Regions from separate parts of the Mus musculus genome. Here region 1 is linked to region 2. Evidence: chromatin contacts called from public HiChIP or PLAC-seq data. All regions are on one chromosome and are shown on one strand. Each heading gives the region's core, a stretch centred on a gene start, on an enhancer-like site or on the middle of the called end of the contact. The rest is flanking DNA. Distances are from core to core; before and after follow the strand shown.

What was found. HiChIP or PLAC-seq counts read pairs in DNA pulled down with a chosen protein or histone mark.
Region 1: an H3K4me3 HiChIP or PLAC-seq map of neural tube shows a contact between it and region 2, with 4 times the contacts expected there. The contact joins two enhancer-like sites. A contact is called at or near these places in 9 of 39 promoter capture datasets (the HPC-7 cell line, embryonic stem cells, hippocampal neurons and 3 more), 1 of 15 datasets of contacts at CTCF or cohesin (stem cell-derived epiblast-like cells), 10 of 484 Hi-C or Micro-C datasets (cumulus cells, embryonic stem cells and spermatogonia), 7 of 115 datasets of contacts at active chromatin or transcription factors (embryonic basal ganglia, embryonic forebrain, embryonic hindbrain and 4 more) and 1 of 9 other capture datasets (embryonic stem cells).

Annotation. Positions count from the first base shown.
Region 1 is chr5:120,406,734-120,411,533 of GRCm38.p6, reverse strand. No RefSeq gene overlaps it. Among named protein-coding and RNA genes, the nearest start is that of Gm31976, 23 kb to the left of the region's middle. Within about 2 kb of position 2,388, at least 44 of the 459 cell types and tissues checked have an H3K27ac peak or open chromatin away from gene starts, as enhancers often do.
Region 2 is chr5:120,278,859-120,283,722 of GRCm38.p6, reverse strand. No RefSeq gene overlaps it. Among named protein-coding and RNA genes, the nearest start is that of Gm31836, 46 kb to the right of the region's middle. Within about 2 kb of position 2,347, at least 6 of the 459 cell types and tissues checked have an H3K27ac peak or open chromatin away from gene starts, as enhancers often do.

The DNA.
Region 1 (4,800 bases), core at 1,139-3,638, 130 kb before region 2:
TAGATTTAATTCCCATGGGGCAGCTCACACCTGCCTGTAGCTCCAGTTCCAGGGGCTCCGACACCCTCCCACAGACACGCATGCAGGCAAAATGCTGACGCACATGAAATAAAAACAAACCATTCAAAACAAAATAAAACAAACAAACAAAAAACCCAAACCAAAATCCAGATCCTGGGTTAGGGAGGAAGCACAGTGGAAGAGCATTTGCTTAACGTATTTCTAGGTTGGGACCCCTGCTCGGAGGAAACGAAAAAGATGAAGTCCCTGCTGGAGCCTTCATAGCCACACAGCACTGTGGGGTCTGTCTGCTGGTGTCCCTTGCCCACAGACAGGGAGATCTGAGGACCACCGGGACAGGGACAGGATGGGATGGCTCATCTTTGGTGAGTCCCGCAGAAGGAGTTCAGGGTGAGCTGTATCAAGGAGCTCCATCCAGGAGAAGACAAGGCTGGGCCAAGCTTCAGGCCAAGTGGTCAGAATTAAGAGGAGGCAAAAGCTGGGGGCCTGGTACCCCTGGCTCTGGAAGCAGAATATTTGGAGGCGGTTTTAGATTCACTGTCAAAGCCACAGGCCTACATAGGTTGCTAGAGACACCTGTGGGAGGTTGGTTGGTGCAGGTCGCAGGGAGCTCTTCCTGGCTCTCAAGCAGAGGAGAAGCTAGCTGGCAGGAAGGAAATAAGACAGTAGGTGATGCGTGTGTGCATGCGTGCGCATGTGTGATGGAGGTGAGGGGACGGGGATGGGTGGGTGGAGGAGGTGTGATATGTGCACAGAAACCCAGACAGGGGTAGTGGGGCTAGAACAGGGGGCAGGGAAGTCTGGGAGGGGACAGGAAGTCACTGACCCTCCTGTCTGAAAGGCTGGAGAAGCCAGTGGTGAACTTTTTTCCTTGTGTGTGTTTGCTGGGGGTGTGGGAGGCAGTGGTGGAGAGGAGATATTCTAAGGTGGGGCATGTCTTTAGATTTATAACCCTGCCAATCTGAGAAGGCTTCCTGGAGGCAGTGGCACCGCCCTCAGGGAGAAGCGAACCAGGAAGACAGAAAAAGAGATGAAGGCAGAATGGGTCCAATGTTCAAAGCATCCTCCTCCAGAGGGGTCTCCTGCATCCTGTGCTCAGCTTACTGGGTCCCCCAAGAGTCCCAGGATCCCTCCTGGGTGTGTGTCTTCCATCAAGATGTGGACAAAGTTGATTAGTGTGGGCGGCAGCCAGGACTGGCGTTTCTAATTAACACGCAGGCGGGGAGAACGCGCTCTCTTCTTCTCGACTCTGTATTCAGCTGATTGAATATCAGGGCCGAGGCTAAACTATGAGTCAAAAATAAAACCTGCGCGCTCCTCTCGTTAAAGAGACAGCGTTCCATTTCCAGGGCTCTGCTCCTCCGGCAGCCTGGGGTAGAGAGGGGACCGATGCTTTGGAAAAACCCTGAGGCTAGGCTGGACACGGGGACTTTCCGGTTCTAGGCAGGGGTCAGCGAATGAGGCTGGGGGTGCAAGGAAGGCTGGGATGGAGGGAGGAAGGGGGGGACTCCAGGTGGGCCCGTGGTCCCCCCACGGGGGAGAGAAAGGAAGAAAGATGGACTGTAGAGAGGAAAAGGCGAGAGGCAGCTTGCTGTAGCAGGGGGAGAAGGGTAGGCAAACACGGGTTCATTAATCTGTAGTTCGTCTGTCTTTCCTGTGAGGTGGATGGACTTGATGGATTAATTAAGTCGCAGTCTGTAAAACCGGTTTATTTGCATAGCAAACTCCTGGGCCAGTGTGCGGTGAGGTGAGTGTGCGCCGCGCAGACAATTCGGGGGAAATTACAGCCTCATTAATATGCTAATCTGGTTGCAGGCCTGGAACGGAGTTTTGGGTTGGTGGTGCTCCGGGGTGGTGGGTGTTTGGTTGCCTAGCAACCCTTTTCTCCAGGTAACCCTTCTCTGGCTTGCCCTTGATATCCCCAAAGGAGCGCCGCTGTGGAAGAGGAGGTAGCTGGGAGCCTGCTGCTGTCACAGAACAGTGGGCAAAATAAAAGGAAGGCGCGCACGTCCACACGCGAGGCCCCATTGTGCCGGTGTCTTTGCAAACAGACTGGGGAGGGGGGAACAGGGGAGGCTGCGTGGGTGCAGGGGACAGACGCCAACAGGCAGAAGCAATGTGGGGTGTCTGTGGAGCCAGACGGGGTGGGAACAGCCCTACACACACACACACACACACACACACACACACACACACACACACACACACAGATGCACACATGTGTGCACATATGCGCGGTTTTGTTTAACAAACAGATCCACATAATGAGACACTCCACATAGGTGATACACCCCCCAAGAGACACCCCAGACCCCGTCCTCACCAATGTCACCACAGACACACAGGCACGAGGTGGTGTGACGTTCACATAATATAAATGATAAATAGACAGTTCTGCGCGTGTGTGCACGCGCGCGGGCGCTGTGCACAGCTGTGCTGGCGGGTCCTGGTGGGTGGGAGTGGTAGGTGTGTGTATTGGTGGACACGCAGAAACATTCACATATGAAGCACAGCCTAAGCCCAGGGAAACCTTGGGCACAGTGTAGGATAGCATTGATGCACCAACACCAAGCACCTGCAGGCTCACAAACAGAACATGTGGTATATGCGTTTAGTCCCAAGTCACAGAAGGCAGAGGCAGTTGTATATCAGAGTTTGAGGCCAGCCCTGGGTAACCAGGGCTACATAGTGATACCCTGTCAGGAAAAACAAAAACCAAACCCAAAGTCCCCAGGCAGGTGGCCATGCAGAACACATGTTTCTCCTAATCCTTGTCACCTGAACTACGTGTGGTGTGTGACTGATGTCTGTATTGAAATCACACCCTGGTGGGCTTTCTGCACCCTGACGCTCTGTGACCACCCAATTTTGTTCTTTCTCTGCCAATCTGGAAGCATCAACTCTTCCGGTTGTTTCTGATAGGTGTACCAAAGCTAGTCGAATGTCCTCAGAGAGTAACTTTCCGTGCAATTACACCTCACCCCACCTCAAAAAGGCACCTGGTTCAGATGGATGTACAGGTGAATTCTGCACAAGATAATGAGAGGCAAGGGATTATTCTATCATACAAACTGTTCTAGAAGAAAAGAGAAACTAGCTAGACGGTAGTGGCATATAATCCTAGCACTCGGTGGGGCATAGGCAGTTCAAGGCCAACCTGGTGTATAGACAGCCAAGGCTACATGGAGAAACCCTGTCTTGACAAACAGACAGACAGACAGACAAGCAGACAAGCCCACAAAACCCAAAACAAAACATAAAATGAGAGGAGCTGTTCTACTCACAACTTTGACAGAACGTTGTGAGCTCTAGACAAGAGAGCATGAGAAGAGACTCATTAGCTGTCTGAGAAACACATATGGAAATGGTAACAAAAATGTACTATGGTATAAAGAGTGAGGGCTATCTAGGATTGGCATAGGTGCAGGCTCAGGGGACAGCCAATCCAAGGAGTTGGAAGCCCACACTTCATGGCTCTAAGTATTGGCAGAGTTGTAAAGGTGTTCAGACAGGCTTGCTCAGTTCTGGAGTGCCTGCAGACAAGCACACACGGAGAACACATGGAATTGTTTCCAGCAATGAGGCTCATGTTGGCAACTCATGGTCCATTGTCAGGAGACTAGGAGAAGAAACCAAGGCACGCGGCTGTGCACTCCATCTTGATGCTAGAGACACACCCCCTTATGGCTTCTCAGAGGACATAGGCTACTATCTACCAACTACCTATTCAAAGATCATTTATATGCCTGCTTCTATATACATAACTATCAAATATCGATCTTTGTACCTATTATCTATATCCATTTATACATCTACTCAATTCTCTATCCACCTATCCATCTATTTGTCCCTCCATTCATCTACCCTCTGTCTATGTATGTTTGTATGTATGTACATATGTATGTATGCATGTATGTATATTGTATGTATCTATGTATGTTTGTACATATCTATGTATGTATGCATGTATGTATCTATGTATGCATCTATCTATGTATGCATGATATATATATGTATTTATCTATATATGCATGCATGTATATATGTGTGCATTATGTATGTATGTATGCATCTATGTATGCATGTATGAATGTATACATCTAGCTGTGTATGTATGTATGTATGTATGCATGTATGTGTATGTGTGTATGTATGTGTGTGTGTATTATGTATGTATGTATGTATGTATGTATGTATGTATGTATCTATCTATCTATCTATCTATCTATCTATCTATCTACCCATCTATCTGTAGTGGTTTGAATATGCTTGGTCCAGGGAGTGGCACTATTAGGAGGTGTGGCCTTGTTGGAGTAGGTGTGTCACTGTGAGGGTGGGTTTGAGACCCTTCTGCTTGCTGCCTGGAAGCTAGTCTTCACTTTGCCTTCAGAACAAGATGTAGAACTCTCAGCTCCTTCTCTTGCACCATGACTGAAATGCTTCCTACCTTGATGATAATGGACTGAACCTAAGCCATCTCCAATGAAATGTCCTTTAAAAGAGTTGCCTTGGTCATGGTGTCTCTTCACAGCAATGAAAACCTTAACTAGGACTCACTCAATCTATCTATCTATCTATCTATCTATCTATCTATCTATCTATCTACTTATCTATCAACTCTTCAGCATCCACCCACCTACCTATTATCTATTCCTCTATTCTTCCATGTTTATATGAAGTTTTGGGGATGCTATAGTCTGTATCTCTTTTTCCTTTATTATAGAATTGTGCTTCTTGGTCTTTTCCATGTGTCCTGTGTGGGCAGGGTGGTGGTGAATT
Region 2 (4,864 bases), core at 1,098-3,597:
TGTGCCCTGGCCCCACACCCTTCCCGAAGCTCTCTCATTCTTCCTGAAGACTGTCATGATGTTCCTTCCTCCAGGAAGCCTTCCCAGCTTCCTTCTGAGACAAGGGAGCCCTTCACAGAGGTTGCATATGTCATCGCAGACAGGTCATCCCCTGTTCCTTAGTGTTTCCTGTGTCAAGTCCAGATTCAGTTTATGGGTCTGCAGGAGTGGGACACAACACCTGCCCTCTGATGACTTAAGGACACATGATAGTTTCTCATGACCACTTACAGCTGGAAGCCAGGCCTTGTGGATACAAATGTCATCAGCAGGAGGGACCTGGGGCAGATTTCTCCACCTGCCTGGCCTCAGTTTCCCCAGTGGCCAATGCAGGATCAGTCAGTGGTATCTCAAGCGAAATTTTAACACCAACTAGAGCACACGGCTGGCCCCCAGGAATCTCTCAGTGAAACATCCTATCACCAAACATTCTGTGTCTGGTGTGGCTTTTGATGGCTGCACACGGAGGTTAACAAGAGCTGGTACCCTTGGCCTTAAAAAGACATAGGTGAGCTTGGCGGTGGTGGCTCACACCTTTTATCCCAGCACTTGGAGGGCAGAGGCAAATGGATCTCTGTGCCTTCAAGGCCAGCCTGGTTCTACAGAGAGAGTTCACACAGATGAAATTAACTTTGTGTGTGTACATGTGCATCTAGGAACAATCAGGAACTATCTACCTTTGATATTTTTGAGATAGTGACTTTTGTATAATCTGGCCAATTGAGCTGTCAGGGTCCGCCTCTGGGTCTGCCTCCCCAGAGCTGGGATTATAGGTTCAGGACACCATGCCTGGCTTATTTATTTATTTATTTATTTATTTATTTATTTATTTATTTAAAAAAATATGTTCTGGAAATTAAACCCAGGTCCTAGCACTTTACTGACCGAGCCTTCACTAAACCTCTCAAGTTAATAGCATTCTTTACCTCTGAATAACCAATATATTCCCGTTCACCTCTGTCACGGAGCTAGAAAAACCATAATCTAGTGTAGCCTTTTACCCTTTTAAGTCTTTGAGATGCACTAGGCATGGCGTGTTCGAAGCCCATCAATATAGAGCGAGGGACCAGCACAGTGCAGCCCAGTGAGGCAGAGGGCTACCCTAATGGCTGGTGCAGGTCTAAGTAGAAATGACCCCGGGCCATAAGCAAAGGAACTGATATTTTGGGGGGTTGGGCTAGAGAGATGGCTCAGTGGTTAAAAGAACTTCTTTTGTTGGGATCTGGGTTCAGTTCCCTGCTCCCACACTGGTGGGTCACAACCTCCTTGTTAACTCCAGCTCCCGAGACTCCAACGCCCTCTACTGGATTCTGCAGGCACCTGCACCCATGTGCCCCGCCCCCCCCTCCCAATAAAGAAGACAAATTCTTTAGATACCTATATAGTTTTTGTTGAGGCTCAGGGAAGGCTCATCAACAGCCTGCTCAACAAGATAAGAACCCGAGCTTTACCCCAAGCCCATGCAGGAGTGGTGGCACATGCCTGCAATCCCAGCGCTGGCGGAAACAGAGGCTTGTGGATCTCAGGAGCTCAAGGGCCAGCCAGCCTTAAGGAATCAGCAAGCCCAGTTTCAACAAGAGACTTTGTCTCGAAAAGGAAAGGGGGTGATGCCCGAGCAACAACCTTCAAGGTTGACCTCTGACATCCACGCACATGCGCAAACACGGGCGTGTGTGTGCCGGAACAAGCACGGGCACCTAGGCACTAACTAGCACACACAAATATTTTGTCACTGCCTATCCGTCTAGAGCCCAGGCTGGCCTCTAGCTCCCAGCAATCTTCCTGCTTCTTGCAAATTGCGGGCTACCGTGCCTTGCTTTAAAAAGAAAATTGTTTCAGCTGCAGAAGGCCAGGCCCTCGTCATGGAAGCCAGTCTATGCTTACATTTTAAACTGTTGATCCAGAACCTTCTTTGAAGGGACCCTAAATTGTGTGGGTGATTTCCTCGATCCAGAGGAACCCATCCGTGGGGATCCCGTCCGAGAGAAACTGGGGCATCCTTATCACCCCTCACCCTCGCCCACGGCCCTCCGCCTCTCTGGAAAAAGAGAGAGAGAGATAACTCAGAACGCTGTGAAATTTGCCACTGTGAGAACAGTTAATTTTTCACACCCAGACGAACTGGCTGGGTTTGTTAAAGCCCAAGATAATCAAATAATCATTGTAACTCATGTCCGCCTCCTGTCTTTCGCTCTTTGTACCATTAATGTCCCAGCGGGGGGGCGGCTCTGGGTTAGTTCAGACGTAGCCTATTTAGATAACCTTCCGGTTGGTCTTCTGAGAACAAAACCCCCCTCCCGGAGCATCCTACAACAAATGAACCAACCCGCTCTAATCTGCTTATCGCTGTCACCTCTGATCCAGGCCCGCGCATCTCTAGGGCCTGCGGGACGAAGCCAGAGATTTATATGGATATATTTCCGTTTAGAGCAGTGCATACATGTATCTGCATGAACCTGCCCAAAGGAGACACCAAATCAGAGACGCAGGCTGCCTCCCCCTCCCCTGGAAGAGTCCTCGGAGGAGACAGGACTTGGGTTTGGGGTCTGGCATGGGCGCACTGCAGGGGTCGCCACCTGGGAGACGCGGGCATTGAGGTCCCCACACTTGTGGGTTCCTGTCTCTCCTCTCTGTTCCCATATTCACAGCCTTGTGTGCCCCTTGCTTTTTATTTTTAAGCTCTGTCGGTTTTATTTTTCTCTCTTCCGCTTCTACCCCCCCCCCCGCCTCCTTCTCTCTCCCTCTCCGATGACCTCTCCCAGTGTCTTTCATCTCCAGACTCTTTTCTACCTTCTGTATCACCCCCCCTTTTTCCTCTCTTCTCCTTTCCTTTCCCCTTCATTCTTTTCCTTCCCCGCCCCGTCCCAGCCTCTCTCCCCTCCTTAATTCCCCTTCTCTTACATTCCCCTTTCCCCTCACCAGCCCCCACCCCGCTTGCTTTCTCCAGATTCCAAGTCTCCCCACCCCCTTTTTTCCTTCCCACACCACCTGGCCCCTCTCCCACCTTCCTGCCTCCTCACCCTTCTTCACCTCCCTCCCCATTACCCTGCCACCCTCCCTCCTCCTCCAGCTTTAATTTCTGATGAATGTGTTCTGGGGGGTTGGGGGGGGTGGGGGATCTTCGCGATAAATCACATCTCCGTGGGAATAGCTAATCTGCAGGCACCGGCCACTGTCCCCAGTTCTTAGCAGCACATGTTAAACAGCGATATGGCGGTGACACGGAAACCGCCCATCGGAGAGGCGGAGAGAGGATTTTGAACTTCAATGCTCAGAAAGAAAAAAATAGTGAGGGCAAAGATAAGACTCCACAAAGCCTTGGCCCTGAACCGGGAGCCGCATCAGGACAGCAGGCGTGCAGAGGGCGACCGGTACCATGCTCCTCCTCCATGCTGGACCTCTGTGGGGCCCCCTGAGAGGGGGCTACCTCCTATTACTTGCACCCCATCTGGGTAGCGGGGTGCAGGTCTCCAGATGGACCTGTGGGGTGGGGTGCATCTCAACTACCTTCACTCAGCTGGTCTTATTGGGCATGCCTCAGTTTCCTTGTGTGAATCCCTGGAACGTGGGCCCCTGACATCTGGGGGCAAAGTGGAGTGATTGGTTGTGATTTATGAACACGAACTTAATCGGAATGTCAGATTCTTTGTAGAATAGTCTCTGGTGGGGGTGGGGGTAGGTTCTACAACTTCCCCAACCCCCCCTCCTTCCCCCCTCCTCTGTGTCCTGTCCCCATGCTGTGAACCTCTGGAGCTACTCTAAGGTCGCCCCCTCCCCTGCTACAGACTGCAGTAACACACTGCCATGGGGAAGCACACTCTTTCCATCTGGGCATGTGTCTTTCATGGGGAAGTCTGATCTCAGTCTATGTCTTTGCCTTTGTGCCTGGTAGGCAAGGGATCAGCCCAGGTCCTTGCCGTGGCGGAGCAATGTTAAACAGAGGATAGTCTGGTCCAGAAAGTCCAGACAGGAGTCTCAAGGCTCTGAAAAGTCCAAGCTGCGGGGGTGGGGTGGGGGTGGGTGGCCTGGATCTGGATTTTGGAAACTCCTGGGAGCAAACATCCACAACTGGAGCTGCCAGCCCTGGCCTGGCATGTCTGCGAGGCAGAGAGCCTCCCCATCAACAGGAGGCAACTGAGCTCAGATACCTTGATGGGACTCCACTCTAGGATCTTGCTGTTCTGGGCTGGAATCCTAGCTCTGCCACTCCCTTGGGGAAAGACCCATAAGCTTGTGCCTCAGTCTTTCTGGTTGTGAGATGGGGGAGTGGATTTGAGTTTATGCCAAAGCCCCCCCCCCCCCCCAGATTGTACTTCTCAATAAGACACAGCACCTACCACTTCTATTTTATCTTCTGCCTGCTGCTCTCTTGGGGGCTGATGGAGGGGCAGTGGCTGAGGAGGGCTTCCAGGACAGCAACTGACCTTGTGTCTAACCTCTGCGTCTGGTTTCCACGTCTTCTCTGATCACAGGTCTATGGATCCTCGGTTTTCTCACCTGAAGATAGGTTTGATTAGGGCAGAGCTATGCTTCTGGGATGAGACAGTGCTGTCACATAGATGTGAGAGACGCTCCAGGGCTGTTGGTGCTGATGCAGGGAGGAATGGCACGGGTTCTGGGTTCAGATCTCGGAAGCATCTGTTACTAGCTGCGCGTCCACAGGAAAACAACTTCAACTCTTTGTGCTTCTGCATAGCATCTACAGAATGTGTCTGTTGCTCTGGGGATGTTCTGTTGCTCCTCAGCTAAAGTTACTGGTCCAAGGACAGAGAAGCAGAGACCAGGTCACTGTCTCTTTCAGAGGTCAGGGCTGGACACAGGATCC